2 separate regions of the Arachis hypogaea genome follow, and region 2 is linked to region 1. A link is a contact called in public Hi-C data. All regions are on one chromosome and are shown on one strand. Each heading gives the region's core, a stretch centred on a gene start, on an enhancer-like site or on the middle of the called end of the contact. The rest is flanking DNA. Distances are from core to core; before and after follow the strand shown. Region 1 has its middle 7.3 kb from the start of LOC140176322. Region 2 holds the start of LOC112721076.

What was found. Hi-C and Micro-C count contacts between places; a contact is called where the count stands out from the background.
Region 2: a contact with region 1 is called in a Hi-C map of leaf, with 3 times the contacts expected there. The contact joins the promoter of LOC112721076 here to the enhancer-like site in region 1. A contact is called at or near these places in 4 of 8 Hi-C or Micro-C datasets (leaf and an unstated tissue).

Annotation. Positions count from the first base shown.
Region 1 is chr11:17,657,796-17,660,926 of arahy.Tifrunner.gnm2.J5K5, forward strand. No RefSeq gene overlaps it. Among protein-coding and RNA genes, the nearest start is that of LOC140176322, 7.3 kb to the left of the region's middle. Within about 2 kb of position 1,751, at least 3 of the 3 cell types and tissues checked have open chromatin away from gene starts, as enhancers often do.
Region 2 is chr11:17,733,271-17,736,303 of arahy.Tifrunner.gnm2.J5K5, forward strand. It overlaps LOC112721076, which reads left to right and starts at 1,489. Exons shown (of 1, transcript XM_025772152.1): 1 at 1,489-2,118. The coding sequence starts at 1,489. The coding sequence ends at 2,118.

The DNA.
Region 1 (3,131 bases), core at 501-3,000:
AGTTCTTTAGTCTACAAAACCGCAAATCAAATCCAATAGAAAGTGGTTGAAATAGGATCGCGTTGGAGTAAATTTTTTTAAAGAAGCACCCAATTCAACCCGCACCGCAAGCGAATTAATTATTCGGATGAGAGTAGCATTTGGATCAAAGCCGAGCCAAACCGTACCGCGCATATCCAAAGGACAAGGCGAAATAGGAACCCGTTCAGATACCACTGAACAGGGCCGGGGTTGACTAGCTGAACCGAAGGGAACCCTGGCCAATTCACAGTGTGCAGCCCTAATTTCCTAATTGGAAACCAGTTCCCTAGCCAATCCGGTTGACATGGAAACCGCCTAGCAAAACCGACGCAAAAACTCGTCGAACCGGCAATAAACCGGTGAACCAGATGGTTTTTTACCGGTTTTCAAAATTTTAATTAAAAAATAAAATCCAACATATAACAGATTGAAACGGTGTCACCTGAAAGCATGCCTTCTTTGTTCCCCTCCTTCACACAAAAACCCTAACCCACTACCCCCTCTCTCTCAGCCACCACCAACAGCAGCCACCGCCTTCGCCATCGTCGAACTTTTCTCGTCAGCTAAAGGGTGCCGTCACCACCGGTAGTGACATACATACAGGGTAAGAAGGGATGGAGAGTGAGTCATACATACAGGGTGACAGACGGAGACAGACAAACAATAACGGAGAGACAGATACAGAGACAGACAAAGGCAACAAGAGATGAGTGAAGGAGAGACAGCGAGCGCTACCGATATCGACATTTCATAAACAGAGGGAGAGAGACATGGAGAGAGGAAGAGAGAGCTAGAGAAAAGGAGAAAGACAACGCCTTTTTAAACTAACCACCTTGAAATGCAACTATTAACCTATTCAAATGATGTAATATCGAAACAGGATTACAAAAGCAAACTAGAACAATCCGTATCACAATTTTCTATCTCTCTTTAAGCAGTGTTTCACTATAAGTAACCATTTTTTACGGAAGGTATTCAAACGACAAACAAAAAAGTAAGAAGATTCGCATCAGATTACAAAAACTAATGTCATCCTTATAGTATAATACCATAATAGCAAAATTTCAAGTGATGCAAATTAGAATATAACATTATAATCCAATTAATGGGCACACGACAAGCTTGAAACTTATATAATAACACCCTAATGTAGAAACACATGACAGTCTCCTGTCCTAGAGTACTAAAGCAAATTGCGACTTATATATGCTTTTCCTTTAAGGGTTTTGCACAAAAATATAAGAAGATAATTTGAATATATATGTCTAAATACTGCAGACAAGATAAAAAAAAAAAAAGAAATTCTGTTTATAACCCATTCATTTGTACTGAACGTTTGTATATATCTATCTTGATTTTATTATACATCAATTTTTAAATATCTTACTTAATTCAATTCATAACTTTTTTTACGTTCTCAAAGTTTTTTTTTTTGGTATTTCGTTCCAAAAGTCAAATTAATCACAAAATTTGTATACTTATTTCTAAATACTTTTAATTTTTATTTAACTCAAATATTTTTATTTGTCGGCAGGCTCATCTGTTCCTTAAAACTATGTTTTGTTCCTCCTATTCTAACCACCTTAACACTCTAATTCCTTAAACCCACTAACAGCCCATAGCACATACACGCTTGGTCCAAAATGTTTGCTCCAATGCATATAGAATAACGGTTACGGGGTCCACCGCCAAAGCCCATTATGAGCTTTCCTCACTCTTACTGCTTAGCGCGGCTCCAACAACGTCCAACCTAGACAATGACTCTGACACCTCTGCCGAGCTGCTCCCCTACAAAGATCATCATGCCACTTGTCACCACAATCTTTAATAAAACGAAATCTCTTCAACTCTATATACAATAACCTCTGTACGCTATAATTTCCCTATATATATATATATATATATATATATATATATATATATATATATATATATATATATATATATATATATATATTAGATGAATCACAAGTGGCCAATTTTTCCTGGGAATGGAATGCTATGCCCTAAATATTTTTTTAAATAGTTGTTACCCTTTTTATTAAATTAGTTTTTGTTCCGAGTGTTATCTAAACCGATGATTTGGACCTGAATGTGAGGTCCAAATTCCTTTTTAAGCAACGTCCAACTTGTTCTAGTACCGTGGTGCCGCCATCCAAGTTCCTCATGAGGAGGTGGGGGTGGTACCTGCAAGAGACTCCGATGCTTAAGCTTGCAATGGCTTTAGGCAGATTTTTAGTATAGTAGAACGGGAATATACCTGAGGGGTATCAGTTTATTTATAGTAGAATAGATAACCACATTTTTAAGTAGTTATACCTTTATTGGTGGATAACCATTCCCTTTATCTTGGAACTTGGGAGTTTATTGGGATCTTATCTTTTGGTGGAGATAGAGATAGTAGGAGAGATTTAGGGGAGGTTGTTACTTATTTAAGTAAAACTGAACCTTTCTTGTCACGTCCGACCTCTTTAAGAGGTCAGGTAAGATGGAGAGGTCATCCTATTTGGATGGGCCTTTTATCCTTTTTTGGGTTTGGCTTTATTTATGGGTCAGGGTATGAACAGTGTCCCTGCTTGATTCCAAGCTTTCATGAGGTCGAGTTAGTAGAGGGTGAGAACACAGATTTGTGGAAGTTTTTCTTGAGTCACCTTCATAAGCACGTGACTTTGCAGCCCGGCATTCTAGTTATCTCTGATTGCCACAACACAATCAAAGCTGCGTTGGTTGCCGCAGATAGTGGGTGGCTCCCACCGACCGCATATCGTGCAAATTGCATGACACATAGCTACTAATTTTGCGTTTAACTTCAAATCTAAGGATGCACAAAAGATTCTTGTCAATGCAGCATACGCAAAGTCTAAACAGGAGCATCAATATTACATAGATATCTTGAAAGAGAAGACCCGGGGATAGTTGATTGGTGTAACCGGATCGGTTTAGAGTTGTGGATCCAATATCGGGATGGCGGCCGCCGATACGGCCATATGACAGCTAATATTTCTGAGTGTATCAATGACGTCCTAAAGTGTACACGTAACCTACCTGTGGGTTCACTTGTCAAGTCAACATATGGGCGTTTGGCTTAGCTCTTTGTTAGGAAAGGGAAG
Region 2 (3,033 bases), core at 239-2,738, 75 kb after region 1:
GCTTGAAGCAATGTGGGGGAAATAGGGAAGTATTGAAGTCATTGATATAGGGAATGAGTTTTTTATCGTCAAATTCTTCTCTCAAGAGGATCTTGAGTACACCCTCACTGGGGGGCCATGAAAGATATTTGACCACTATCTCACTCTGAGATTTTGGAAGCCAGACTTCAACCCAATGGAAGCTACCATTGACACGGTGGCAGCGTGGATAAGGTTGTCCGGCGTTGCTATCGAATATTATGAAGATGAAATGCTGCAGAAGATTGGCAATGTAATCGGAAGAACACTAAAAGTAGACACTAACACAGCTAACAAGTGTCGAGGAAGGTTTGCAAGGTTGTGCTTGAGCTAGACCTATCACAACCACTGATCTCCCAATACTCCATTAATGGAATCCGCTACTTGGTGGAGTACGAGGGCATACATAATATATGCTTCTCTTGTGGGATTGTGGGGGCATGAAAAAGCAAATTGTCCAGGCAGAAAAACTGGGGAGAACGTTGGCTAGAAAGTCACAGAAGAGGCACAGAGAGAAGGAGAAATTCAGGGGAATGGAAGTGGAGGAGACATAAATGGAAAGGTTAATACGGGAAATGCCAACCTTGACAAGGGCAAAAGCATCATTGACGTACTAGAAGAGCCCTTTGGATCGTACAAAGGGGGACGCGTGGCAGAAATACAAAAAAAAGGGGGAGACACAGGTACAAGTAGTGGGGTGAATGGAGGAGAGGTAAGGAAAGGAAAGGTAGCAATTGCTGATACGAGGTTTGCTGTCCTCGATGATGAGAACAATAATGACCCCAAAGCCAATCATGAGGGCACAGGGAATGTCCCCAACAATACGACAAGCACCCTGACTTTAGCACCCACAATGAGCAAAAGGAAAGAGAACCAAGCATCCAAAAGTAATGAGAAAGCCTATAACCAAAAAAGTACAATAATAACCATTTCAGCCTAACCAAAGTCCAATGGCAATGTAGGCCAAGCAACCCAACTAGTTTTTAACCCCAGTAACCCACCAGACCAAACTAAGCACCCACAAAAAGAAAAAATCCTGACCCAAATTAGAAACATAAACCAAACACCCCACAGCCACACCATTGAACCAAATATGAAGAATCTGACAAATAATATCCCAAACCTTAGCTCCAATAATGCCCCAGAGTCACAAAACTCAGACCCCACCTTCAATTCACAAGATTCACAAATGGAAGAGTCATTTGTCCCAGAAACAGGACAAGTTGATGAAGCAATGGATGAGAGTCCTGAGCCAGAGCCACCAGACATGAACACAATTGATACGGAGATAATGGCTGAGGCTGCTCTTCTCTACGAAGCCAAGGGTGTGAGAGCTGGCATGGTGGAAGAGAACCAAAATCACTGGTTAGAGAATGGGAAGGGAAGCGGCCCGATAAAGGAAAGAGAGGAGGGCGAGGGAACCATGGAAGTGGAAGTGCCCCGTGGGGAGGACGATGCAGCTATGGAGCAATGAGGCCATCCTTTCTTTTCTTTAGATCTGATCTGATGATTATTTTCTCATGGAATTGTAGAGGGGCAGCGAGTCAGTCCTTCACTCGCACCCTTAAGGAATATCTGAGAATGCATAAACCTGATCTGGTCATCCTACAGGAAACGAGGTGTAGTGGAGATACTGCGCGCCGCACTATTGATAGAAGTGGGTTTGCCTTTAGTCATGTGCAGGATGCCAACGGTTTTAGTGGAAGAATTTGGATTATTTGGAATGACCTAAATATCTCTGTTAAAGTGGTTAGATCTTGTGTGCAATTCATACATATGGAGGTAACTCATGGAAACAACCATAGCTGGATGCTAACAGCAATCTATGCGAGCCCACAAGAAAGGACTAGAAGGAGTTTATGGTCAGAGTTGAGAACTATAGCGACATGTATGTCCAAAGCTTGGCTCCTTGTAGGGGATTTCAATGAGATTATGTGCGCCTCGGAAAAGAAGGGTGGGGGACGAACAGACTTACATGCTTGCGCAAAATTTAAAAAATGGATAGATGATTGTTGTTTGATAGATTTGGGATACATTGGGCCAAATTTACTTGGAAGGGCCCTATCTGGGAAGGGATGGAACGTGTTTTTAAAAGGTTAGATAGGGCCCTTTGTAATATTGACTGGAGAACTAAGTTTGCGGAGGCAAAAATTGATGTGTTAACTCGAATGCGCTCGGATCACCATCCCCTCCTTGTTACTCTAAATCCCCAGTTAGCCAGTAGGTATGAAAGACCCTTCTGATATGAAGCGATGTGGATTACACACCCTGAGTACAAGAAAACCGTCAGACAGAACTGGAATTACGAGGAGAGTCTTGACAATACTCTCACAGCCCTGTGTAGCAACCTCTCTAGGTGGAACAAGGAAGTTTTTGGCCATGTTGAAAGGATGAAGAGAAGACTTATTAATCGCATTGGAGGCATACAGAGGGCTCAGGCAAATGGTAAGAACCCTTTTCTTGAAAGGTTAGAACTTCAACTTCATAAAGAGCTGGCAGATACCCTTGATAGAGAAGAAATTTTGTGGTTGGAAAAGTCTCGGGAGAAGTGGATTATTGATGGGGACTGTAACACCCGCTACTATCATACAAGAACCATTATTCTTAGGAGGAAGAACAAGATCCTTAAGCTGCGGAATAATGAAGGGACTTGGGTGGAAGACCAAGAGGAGTTGGAAAACTTAGCAATTAATTTTTTCACATGCTTGTACCAAGAACAAGGTGATACAATACAACTCCAATCCTCCAAATCCTACCCAAAGATTCATGAGGATGTAAAACGGAATATGGATGTGATGCCCACTGGGGAAGAGATTAAAAATGCTTTCTTCAGGATTGGGTCCCTCAAAGCACCTGGGTTGGATGGCTTCCCAGCCATTTTCTACAAAGAAAATTGGGATATTATAGGGGAGAGCGTCATCAATCATGTTAAGAGCTGCTGGGAAGAGCCAAGTAATATTAAAAGTCACAATAAAGCCTTAATCACCCTTATTCTGAAGGTTACAAGGCCAGAAT